2 separate regions of the Mus musculus genome follow, and region 1 is linked to region 2. A link is a contact called in public HiChIP or PLAC-seq data. All regions are on one chromosome and are shown on one strand. The core of a region is the stretch at or near the end of the contact, and the rest is flanking DNA. Distances in the headings are between cores, read along the strand shown. Region 1 has its middle 8.7 kb from the start of D330022H12Rik. Region 2 overlaps Srl (sarcalumenin).

Region 1 (5,391 bases), core at 254-2,753, 83 kb before region 2:
GATTCCTTGGGGCTACAGGAGGCTCAGCTGAAAGCTCAAGGAAAGACTTCCACAGGTGCAGCTGGAAAAGATAAGGAAACAAATGGTTTCTCTTGTTCTTAATGCTACAAGCCATGTTGGCAAGGCCTAGGTAGAAGGGGCAATAGGAGGAACAGAGCGGATGACTTATTAACCTTCTGTAATGGGTACTGTGAGCAGTGAGCAACACTCCAGCAATTTGTTGGTTGCTGCTGGCCCTGCTGAGTCTGCAGGGCTGGTGCTGCCTATGGGTGGAGTGTTTATTCTGGAAGTGGCCCTGGCTGTTCCTCATACCATTATCCAGGAGAAAAAGCAGGCCTAGAGTAAGAATTAAGACCTACCCTGGGCATGACTATACAGTGCCTGTAAGGCCAAGGAGAAAATGTCCAGGACACATACCCTTAACCCCTGGCTAAGTCTGGTAGACCCAGAACACACTCTCACTAAAGGCCCTGGATGCTCCAAGGGGAGAATAACACAGCAAGTGGCGCTATCCACAGTGGCTACTCCACCCTAGAAAAGGCCCTGGCTGGGATCTTTCAGCAGTCTGGCTTCGTGGACATGCAGCCCATGCAGTTACTGTGCTGGCACACTGAAGTGACAGCCGGTTGGAATGTCTGGCTGTCCCCAGCGCCTGCCTTTTTATTTTGCCTAAGAAGTCTGTCCTTGCATAAGAAACATTGGTGCTTTGGCTTCCCTGGGACTTAAACACTGAGACAAGTTGCCCCTTGGCTGCACACAGCAAGGCAGGAGGGCCTTACTGAAAGCCTTGGTTATGAAGGGATGGGAGGTCAAGCACCAGCTACCTGGAGGGCCACTGTGTTATCTCATCAAATCTCGGCTGTCCTTGAACTTCTTGTGTGAGAACACTGTATATCAGTGAAATAGTGAACTTTTAAAATTTAATTGTTGATTTCTTGTTGGGTGGTTTAAAAGGTAGTTCATATAGCGGGTACGGGGCCTGACAAGAAAGGAAAATACAACCAAAGGTCTAGCTCAGTTGTAGAATGCTGGCCTAGCATGCTTGAGGTACTGAGTTTGAAACCCCTCTCCTGAATAAAGAAAAGACTAATTACAGGCAGCAACACAACTAGCAGCGGGTCTGCCCAGCGTTTTCTCTGTCCTTTCCCAGGGGAGAGGTGCAATCCTTTCCTTAGCCTCTTTGCTCCTTCCCTCGCAAGGAGGAGACCCCACAGACACACCCTGGGGCAGGGAGGAGCGGCCGCGACACATTTTTGAGTCGTGACCAAGTGGAAACTCCCTCCCCAAAGCGGAAGCCGGGGGCGCCCCGCTGGGGCTGGAGCCTCCGCGGAGGCGGGAATCCCAGGCCGGGGGCGGGGCACTGAGGGCGAGCCGGGCCCCGCCCCCACCGGCTCATAAATATGAATGAGGCGACTGGGCGCGGAAGTGTTAGCATATCCCAGCCCTGCTAGCTCCGCCCCACACAGAGAGCCTGCAGCTGGGGGCGTTGGCTAGCCTCGGGCGTCCCGCCCCTCCGGCCGGTAAGAGGCCTCCTTCCGGCCGGGAGCGCCCGAGAGCTGACCTCTTGTGTGTTCTCCACTGCCTGTCGCGGGGAGGAGCTCGCGGCAGTCCGTAGGTGTGGCTAAGCTTTGTCCCGCGGTCCTCTTCCACTCTGTCCCTGTCCGCCCCCCTCACGCAAGTCTGACTTGCAGGAGAGGCCATAGGGATTCCTTCTTTCGGCTCCAGCGTAAAAAGTAGAACAGCCCTGGGGCTTTGGTTCCAGTTCCAATGGACCACCGCCCAAAAAAATACAACCAGTAGGCTGGCAGAAACAAGACAGAAACGGAAGAGTAGCTGAGAAGGTGACTTAAGGAAGGAGCTTAGAGATGTAGCTCAGTAGTAAAGTACTGCCCAGCATCACATAAAACCAGGGCTGGCCTCGCGCGTACCTGTAATCCCAGCTCTCTAGAGGCAGGAGCACCAGGATTCAAGGTCTCGGCTGTGTAGCGATTTTGAGGGCAACGTGAACCACTTGAAATCCTGTCCAAAAAGACCCGAAGGAAGCAGGGGAACAGACCACCTGAATGCATTTGGTCGAAAGTGCTGCCTGGTGTGGCTGGAGTGCAGAAAGAGAATGGACTTATGATGCAAAGGCTTATTGTTTTGAGCAGGTGATAAGTGTTTTATGGGTTTTGGTTTGTTTGGTTTTTGTTTTGTTTTATCAAGACAGCTGGAAGTGAGTGCTCTCTCTTGTTATCTGGAAGGAAATCAGGCTCAGGAAGATTAAGTTAGTTGCCTGAGGTCACGTAGCTTTATAGGTAGATATCATCCGGGATTGAGACTGATGGCTGACATCACTGCCTGAACCTGCTGTGGAGACCAGACTTAGATGACCTCAACCAGAGAGAGACCCTCTAGTCCTCCCTTCCCACTCTCAATGCTAGGGCTAGGAGCAGAGACTGACCTATCCCCAGAGATGAAAGATGAGCAGGCACTGCTTCTGTGGACCTGTCCCAGTAAAGGGCACCCTACACAGAATAAGGGTGTGGCTAAGCCATTGTACTGGCTAGTTTTGTGTCAACTTGACACAGCTGGAGTTATCACAGAGAAAGGAGCTTCAGTTGAGGAAATGCCTCCATGAGATCTAACTGTAAGGCATTTTCTCAATTAGTGATCAAGGGGGAAAGGCCCCTTGTGGGTGGGACCATCTCTGGGCTGGTAGTCTTGGTTCTATAAGAGAGCAGGCTGAGCAAGCCAGGGGAAGCAAGCCAGTAAAGAACATCCCTCCATGGCCTCTGCATCAGCTCCTGCTTCCTGACCTGTTTGAGTTCCAGTCCTGACTTCTTCAGTGATGAACAGCAATGTGGAACTGTAAGCTGAATAAACCCTTTCCTCCCCAATTTGCTTCTTGATCATGATGTTGTACAGGAATAGAAACCCTGACTAAAACAGCCATCATAGATATCTTCTTCTGGAAGATGCTTTTATTGTCTGGAAAGAGCTGTCACCTCTCCAGGGTATGCAGTCAGGTAAAAGTAGCTTTAGGGAGGGAGGGAAGAAGAGTGGGAGTGGGGAAGTGGCGGGGACACTAGGGGCTAGAGGGATGGATGGATGGTTAAGAGTTCTGTCTGGGGCTGGTGAGATGGCTCAGTGGGTAAGAGCACCCGACTGCTCTTCCGAAGGTCCAGCGTTCAAATCCCAGCAACCACATGGTGGCTCACAACCATCCGCAACAAGATCTGACTCCCTCTTCTGGAGTATCTGAAGACAGCTACAGTGTACTTACATATATTAATAAAATAAATCTTAAAAAAAAAAAAAGAGTTCTGTCTGCTTGCCGGACGGTGGTGGTGTATGCCTTTAATACCAGCACTTGGGAGGCAGAGGCAGGTGGATTTCTGAGTTCGAGGCCAGCCTGGTCTACAGAGTGAGTTCCAGGACAGCCAGGGCTACACAGAGAAACCCTGTCTCGAAGAAAAAAAAAAAAAAGAGTTCTGTCTGCTCTTCAGAGGAACACTTCACTCACACGGGTGATTCCCAGCCCTGGCAGGGCAGCTCACAGCCATCTGCAGTTTCAGTTTCAGGGGATCTACCGCTATCTAGCCTCAAAACACCAGGAATGCCTGTGGTCCACGTGCATGCAGGCAAAACACCCATTCACATCAAATCAAAGTGAATAAATACAAAATCTATAAGAATGTAATACCAGGAATGGAGGAGGCAGGAGTGCCTTTCGAGCCTCCAAGAGGTTCAAGACTACACAAAAGAAGAGTCATGAACTCCCTGGAGAGAAAGATGGGATGAGAGGGCTGGGGACCTGGATCAATCAGAGAGTTGGTAGCACTTGGGATCTCTACACTGGGGAGGTAAAGACAGATAGGTCCTGAGGACATGCTGTCTGGGCAGTCTAGTCTTCTTGGCAAGCTCCAGGTCATCGAGAGACCCAGAAAACAAGCTGGGGCCAGCAGGATGGTAAGGAGAAGGTGCTTGCTGCCGAGCTGGAAGACCTGACTTCGCTATCTGGAACCTAAGCAGTGGAAGGAGAGAGCTGACCCCACACTCTGTTCTCCCACACCTCTGCCATGGCATGTATCCACACATGCCCCATATATATGATAGGTACGTGTATAAAATACACCTGAGGTTGACCTCCAGCCTCTAGACAAGCACACACACACACAGGCTTAGCAGGGAGCACCCGTATTGACTGAGCCATCTCGCTAGCCTCTGTGGTTTCCTTTGCAGTGCTGAAGATAACTATCAGATCTTCCCACTTCTGCTTATGACTCTCTGTCTCTCTCTCACCATATCACTGAGTTAACAGCTCCAGCCTTGAGTCTGTAACATCAAACCTTGTAGCAAAAGTCCTGTTTCTCTGCTTCTCTTTCCTTCTTTCCTCCTGTTCTTCCCTCTTCCTCCTCTTCCTCCTCCTCCCTTTTTAAGAAGTAGGGTCACTGAAGCTAGCCTAACCCTCAGGAGGTCCTTGAATATGAAACTCTTCTGCCTCAGCCTTGTGCCTGCTGGAATTGCCTGCGTTTGCTACCATACCTGGTTCCAAATGTCCTACATCATCAAGTCTTAGAGGACTGGCCTGTGTCTACTGATAGGAGAGTGAATTTAGAAAGGAATGAATCACTGACTGCTACATGAAGGAATCGTGAAGATATCAGAGTTTCCTTTTAAAGTTGTTTTCAGTTTTGGAGAGATAGCTTCGAGGTTACAGGCACTTGCTGTTATTGCAGAGGACCCGAGTTCAGTTCCCTATACTTACATGGCAGCTCACAACTTTATAACTCCAGTTCCAGAGGATCCAATACTGTCCTCTAGCTTCCTCTGGTACCAGAAACTCAAGTAGTCACACAAAGCAGGAAAAAAAAAATCCATACATAAAAATAATAAATCTTAAGCACACACAAAAGTAGACAGACTCTCATGTGCCCTAAGCTGGCCCCAGACTCATAGAGACCCACCTGCCTCTGCCTCCTGGGTGCTGGGACTAAAAGTGTGAGCCTCCAGGCCAAGCTTGCTTTGGTTGTGCTTTGGTTGCTCAGGTATATGGAAGCTTTGCTGCACATGTTTGTACACCACACAAGGGCAGTGCCTGAGGAGATGTCAGATTCCCTGGAACTGGAGTGTCAGCTGACATGTAGGTGCTGGGAATTGAACCCCAGGTCCTCTTAAAAGAACAAACCCTGTTCTCCTTTGTGGTTTTTTGTTTTGTTTTTTAAAGATTTATTTATTTATTATATGTAAGTACACTGTAGCTGTGTCTTCAGACACTCCAGAAGAAGGAGTCAGATCTTGTTACAGATGGTTGTGAGCCATCATGTGGTTGCTGGGATTTGAACTCAGGACTTTTGGAAGAGCAGTCAATGCCCTTAACCTCTGAGCAATCTCTCCAGCCCCTGTTTG
Region 2 (5,256 bases), core at 274-2,773:
AACAACAAAAATAATTTTGTGGTTTGGGTCAGCATGGCATGAGGAGCTGTACTAAAGGATCTCAGCATTGGGAGAGCTGAGAAGCACTGGTCTAGAGGTTCCGAGAGTTGGTTCTCTCCAGGCAGTTCTTTTACTCCAGTTACCAGACTCTTGTGATGATGACGAGTGAGACATCAGATCTCATTAGTGACTACAAATTCCACCTTAGCTCTTTGTGCCTGGTGGCTGGAGAGAAGGAGCTCTGAGTAGAAAGGCCTTCTCTAGTCTCTTGACTGAATTCCCAGACCAAGGGGGTCCAAAGGATCAAGGTGAGGGGCAAGCCTTGCACCTCTTGTCCAAAGCTGACTCTGCTGTAGCCATTCAGTGTGTTTGGGTTTGACCAGGTGTCATTGCTCTTCCAGGAGATAATGACTGCCACAGCTAACATTCGTTTGATGTTCTTAAACATCATTACAGTGCTCCAAAGGGATCACCAAAGCAGGGTATTATGCTCTGCATTCTGTTAGTATGTCAAGGGACAGCCCGAGGTCATGTAGATGGTGAAACAGTGAAGTCCAGCGCCCAGGACTCTGGATTCCCAACTGCACTGAGAGATTGGTCTTTTCATGTTCAGCCTGTGAAGTGTGGCAAGGCAACACTAGGATTCAGGCCCAGATCAGGAAGGTGTTAGATCTACGTTCCAAGCTGGAGAACCAACCAGACTTCCTTTAGCCTCCTTAGATTAGGAAAGAGACGGGTCTGGTCTCACTGCCTCCTTCACTGCGAAGCCCCAGTGCCTCTGGAGGGAACGGACTCCCTTGGCTCCCACTTGGTCTTTCCTCCTAGCACTCAAGAATTAAATCCTCAGCCAGGCAGTGGTGGCACACGCCTTTAATCCCAGCACTTGGGAGGCAGAGGCAGGTGGATTTCTGAGTTCGAGGCCAGCCTGGTCTACAAAGTGAGTTCCGGGACAGCCAGGGCTATACAGAGAAACCCTGTCTCGAAAAAAAAAAAAAAGAATTAAATCCTCAATTCTATCAGGATCTTTCCATGTAGACCCCAGGGAGGTGCAATTTCTTCAGACTGGAAGGTGGGGAGACAGGGGAACCAGACTCTAGGCCCAGGCTTCCTCAGACTCCACCCTGCATCCGTTCTTCCTTCCTTGTCCTGGACTACTGGCTTAGTACTTCCAAAGTGAGGACATTATTCCCCACCGACTCTCGTGAGGATATTTATGCTGATCTCAGGAAAAGCAGCTTTCAATAAAGCATCTCTTCTATCAGTTCACTCTAGGCAGCAGGACTTAATCTCTTTTTGTTTATTTATTACAGGGTCTTATGTAGACCAGGCTGGCCTCAAACTCCAAGACCTTGAACTTTTGATCCTCTTGTTTCCACTTCCCAAGTACCTGAATGATAGGCATGTGCCACCACATTTGGTCTATGCAGTCCTGGGGATTGAACCTAGGGCTTTGTGTGTGCTGGGCCAGCACTCTACCATCTGAGCCACACTCCCAGCTAAGGACTGATGATGTCTTCCCCTAGAGATACTCATCTTTCAAAATGAGTGCGCAAGTCAGGTGTGGTAACACATCCTCTTAATACCATCACTTAGGCTAAAGCACAAAGACTGCTGTGGTTTGAGGCCAGGCTGAGTTAAATATAGTACCAAGCCACCCAGAACTATATAGCACAACCTTGGCTTAAAAAATCAATTAGCTGGGCAGTGCTGACAATGCCTTTGATCCCAGTACCTGGGAGGTACAGGAAGATCTCTGTGAGTTCCAGGACATCCAGGGTGATATAGATAAAGAAACCCTGTTACAAAAGACAACAAACAAAAAACCTCACAAAAACTCAAAAACCAATTGTCTGGGCCTGGTGATGTATGCCTGTGATCTTAGCACTTGGGAGATAGAGGCTTAGGATTCGGAGCTTAAGACCAGCCCTGGCCACATAATGAGTTTGAAGGCCACACCACACTATCTGAGAGCTTATTTCAAAGACAAATAAACAAAAATAAGAAACCCAACTAGCCAACTAATCACCCACAAACGAAAAATAAACAAACATCATTTACATTATGAATCCCCCTGGCATCTACCACAAGCCCTACATATCTGCCAATGGTTAGAGGATTTATAGCAATTTCTCTGTATATCTCTCAAACCAGATATTCATAGGAACTAGGTATGAGGTGGAAAACAAAATTATTATGTCAGTTCTGTGTACTTTATAGGTAAAAAGCAAGTGTGTTGAAGTCTTTGATCTTTTTCAAAGGGAGAAGATGTAGGTGGGCTAAGAATTCCTTGTTCTGAGGCAGAGGTGGTGGATCTCTGAGTTTGAACCAGTCTGGTCTACAAAATGAGTTCCAGAACAGCCACAACTACACAGAAAAAGCCTGTCTCAAAAAGTAAAAATTAAAAAAAAAGGGGGGGGGGAGGAAGAGAGGGAGAGGAGGAGGAGGAAGAGGAGGAAGTAGAATGAGCAGCAGCAGCAGCAGCAGCAGAAGTTTTAAGCCAAACATAGCTCTGTCATTGGCTAAGTGGAGGTAGGAGTGAAGATTTGGCTTGGACAGGGACAATTTAGACACTGCAGGGAGCTGGGTTCTAGAAGCCAATGACTCCTGTGGCCTCAAGGCAGGTGCTTTTTAGAGTTTTGCTTAGTGAAGTTAGATAAGTAGTTGGTCACTCAGATGATTCTCTGTAATAGCTGCCTTTGCTGCTGTGTCCCGTTCCTTCACCAAATCATTGAGGGACCAGAGTACTGCCTGGGATGAGCCATATTGGTGGGATTAGCCTTGACTTTAGAGACTTGGCCAGGAAGCCAAAGAAAACCACCACTGCCTCTTCTACTAGACCTCGTCTCCTTTGTCTGGAGGAAGGGTTAAAGGCCAAAGGATGGCTAGAGACTGGTTCTGGGTCCTGGGAGGATGTGGACAACCTTCCTCTGGCAGAAACTTCTCTGTTGAAACCCTAAATGGCATCAGCTGGCAGCCACATTGTTTGATAAAGTCTTTACCTGGAATGGTGAACAGTCACTCTGTAGAATAATGTAGAATAAATAAACAAATAAGTAAAATGAATACATTGATGAAGGCAGGAGAAGAGGCTGCTGGTCTGTGTCTGTCCAGCCCAGCAGTGTCCAGAGACAAGATGTGGAAGACGGGTCAGTGGAAGGCAGAGGGTGTGAGACAGAAGATAGAAAGAAAGAGGACAGCATCAGCATCGTGGGTTCTAATGTTTCCCTGGTCACTTTGGATTTACAACCCATGAGAAGCTGACATGTGAGCCAAGGACAGCTGGTGGGACTTGGAACTCCTGTATGCTCCAAGGCCAGCACGTCCTGATAAAGTGTAGAACCAGGAAAGACTTTTCCCTTGGCATCTTTATTACTATTGATGGCTCATTTGCATATGTGTATATGAGTCATGGTCAAAAGGAGGATTTAACATTGAGGGTCTCAGGCCTTGGTGTTATGTAGAATTGTCTTATAAAACACAGCTATCTATGGGCCCAACCCTAGAGCCTGGATTCAGTGCTTGAAAAGCTTTGCAGGTGTGGTCACAGCATTCTCAGGAAGAAGGCTGCATGGGTGGCTTATGAAACAGATATCTTATATTTCCTGTGTCTGCCTCCTCCTTTCAAGAGAGATTGATAAACCTTGCCTTTTCTACCTGAGAGGGCTGTGAGGACCCCCAGCTCTCTCAGAACCATGAGGGCCAGACAGGATCTCTCTCAGAACTTTGCACCCATGGATCAGACAAGTGAAGGACTGCTACCCAGAACAGAAAGGAAGAGCTCTGATTGCTGCTCTTCTTCTTTCCTCCCCAGTCTATAAACATTTGAGGGAGGCAAGGAACATGAAGGAGGCCTCATCTCTAGGCTATTTCATCTCCTTCTACTCTTAGCTACTTCCTGGAACCCAAGCAGGTAAACCTCGGAGATTCAGTGGGAACACTAGACTGAAGGCCACAGACCAGGGCTCTGTCCCGGCCTGACCTTGTCCTCTGGCCAGCCCTTAAGTCCCTCCCTTTCCAGTTGGGTTCATAAGGCCCTTGGAAACTCAACAGTTCTTCAAGTCCACAGAAGGCGCTGTGGGACAAAGGAGGGGTAGAGGAAGTAAAGTGAGGGTGCCTCTGGGGGGGGGGGGAAGAGAAGCCCAGCAGTATGTGGGAGCAACTGATGGCGTGAGGGTTGGTAAAGCAGCAAAAAGCTTAGATTCCTCAAGAGGGTTGATTGGGGGGGCGGTGCCCAGAAAGAGGTAGTAATGCTTATGCCAGGCTGTGCCTGAGTGTGAGTGAGCTGGGGCCCAGCACATCAGGTGCTTAGTCCTCCCATGGGCCTCTGGGGGATGAGCTGGAGGCTATTCATGTGCCTTGACGTCAGTGCTCAGGCCTGGCAGAGCTGAGGTGGCTGTGCTGGCAGGGGTTCATACAGTGTGAGACTTCACATCCTAGAGGGAATCACACGCTTTCCACTCAGCCCACCTGGGGTCCTCTGTGTCCCCTCATCCCTCTCCCCTTGGGCACCAACAGGGACTCTGGCAAGAAGCCAGGGAGGGAGAAAAGGAAGGACACCGGCCTTGGGTCTCAAGGAACTGAGCACCAGATGTGCTCCCCCAACAGACTCGGGTCCAGTGCTTCCTGAGTGTGAGACGCGGGAGCCCCAACAGGACAGCTGGCTTCATTGAAAGTCTTTCTGCCAGAGCAGTTAGTTTTAGCCTGAGAAGGAAGGTCATGGGGGCATCAGCCTCTCATTCCAAACTGTTTAGCAGACATTCAGGAGCAGGTTGGCTCTAAGGTAAAAACCAAATATGGGAGATATCAAGGTATCTAAAAGTGGAAACACAGCAGTCTGAAGGCCTCAGGTAACTCCACAACATCTGGCTTCTCATGCTCTTTTGGATGATGCCACTCTCACTGGAGTCAGAGTTTCTCTGAAATATAAGAAGAAGCCAGTCCTAGAATCTATTTACCTCGGTGTCATCACTATAGCCACCACCACCACCACCACCACTGTCACCGTCATCACCTTCTTCATCATCATAGAGCAACAGGAGCCTGTGGAAAGGGTTAGACTCATCAGAGAGACAACTAGTAACTACCGCTGTTCCAAGGAAAGATGCCAGGTTTCAGAGGCCTACCCCAAGTTGGGAGCTCCTAGTGGGGATCCGCTCAATATAGAGGGGCTGGGAGCAGAAGCCTTGGGGTCAAAATTATTTTTCTTTGAGCTGCGGTGGTTTGTAATTTTGTGTGCTGGCATTACTGAAGATATTT

What was found. HiChIP or PLAC-seq counts read pairs in DNA pulled down with a chosen protein or histone mark.
Region 1: a BATF HiChIP or PLAC-seq map of CD8 T cells shows a contact between it and region 2, with 5 read pairs. The contact joins two enhancer-like sites. A contact is called at or near these places in 5 of 39 promoter capture datasets (HPC-7-derived erythroid cells, cranial neural crest, liver and 2 more), 2 of 484 Hi-C or Micro-C datasets (olfactory sensory neurons and trophoblast stem cells), 4 of 115 datasets of contacts at active chromatin or transcription factors (CD8 T cells, embryonic stem cells and microglia) and 2 of 9 other capture datasets (adipose tissue and liver).

What each region holds. Positions count from the first base shown.
Region 1 is chr16:4,582,848-4,588,238 of GRCm38.p6, reverse strand. No RefSeq gene overlaps it. Among named protein-coding and RNA genes, the nearest start is that of D330022H12Rik, 8.7 kb to the left of the region's middle. Within about 2 kb of position 1,503, at least 277 of the 459 cell types and tissues checked have an H3K27ac peak or open chromatin away from gene starts, as enhancers often do. A contact at or near this core is called in CD8 T cells, where this site is marked.
Region 2 is chr16:4,499,913-4,505,168 of GRCm38.p6, reverse strand. The region is part of intron 1 of Srl (sarcalumenin); the gene reads left to right. Among named protein-coding and RNA genes, the nearest start is that of Srl, 21 kb to the left of the region's middle. Within about 2 kb of position 1,523, at least 25 of the 459 cell types and tissues checked have an H3K27ac peak or open chromatin away from gene starts, as enhancers often do. A contact at or near this core is called in CD8 T cells, where this site is marked.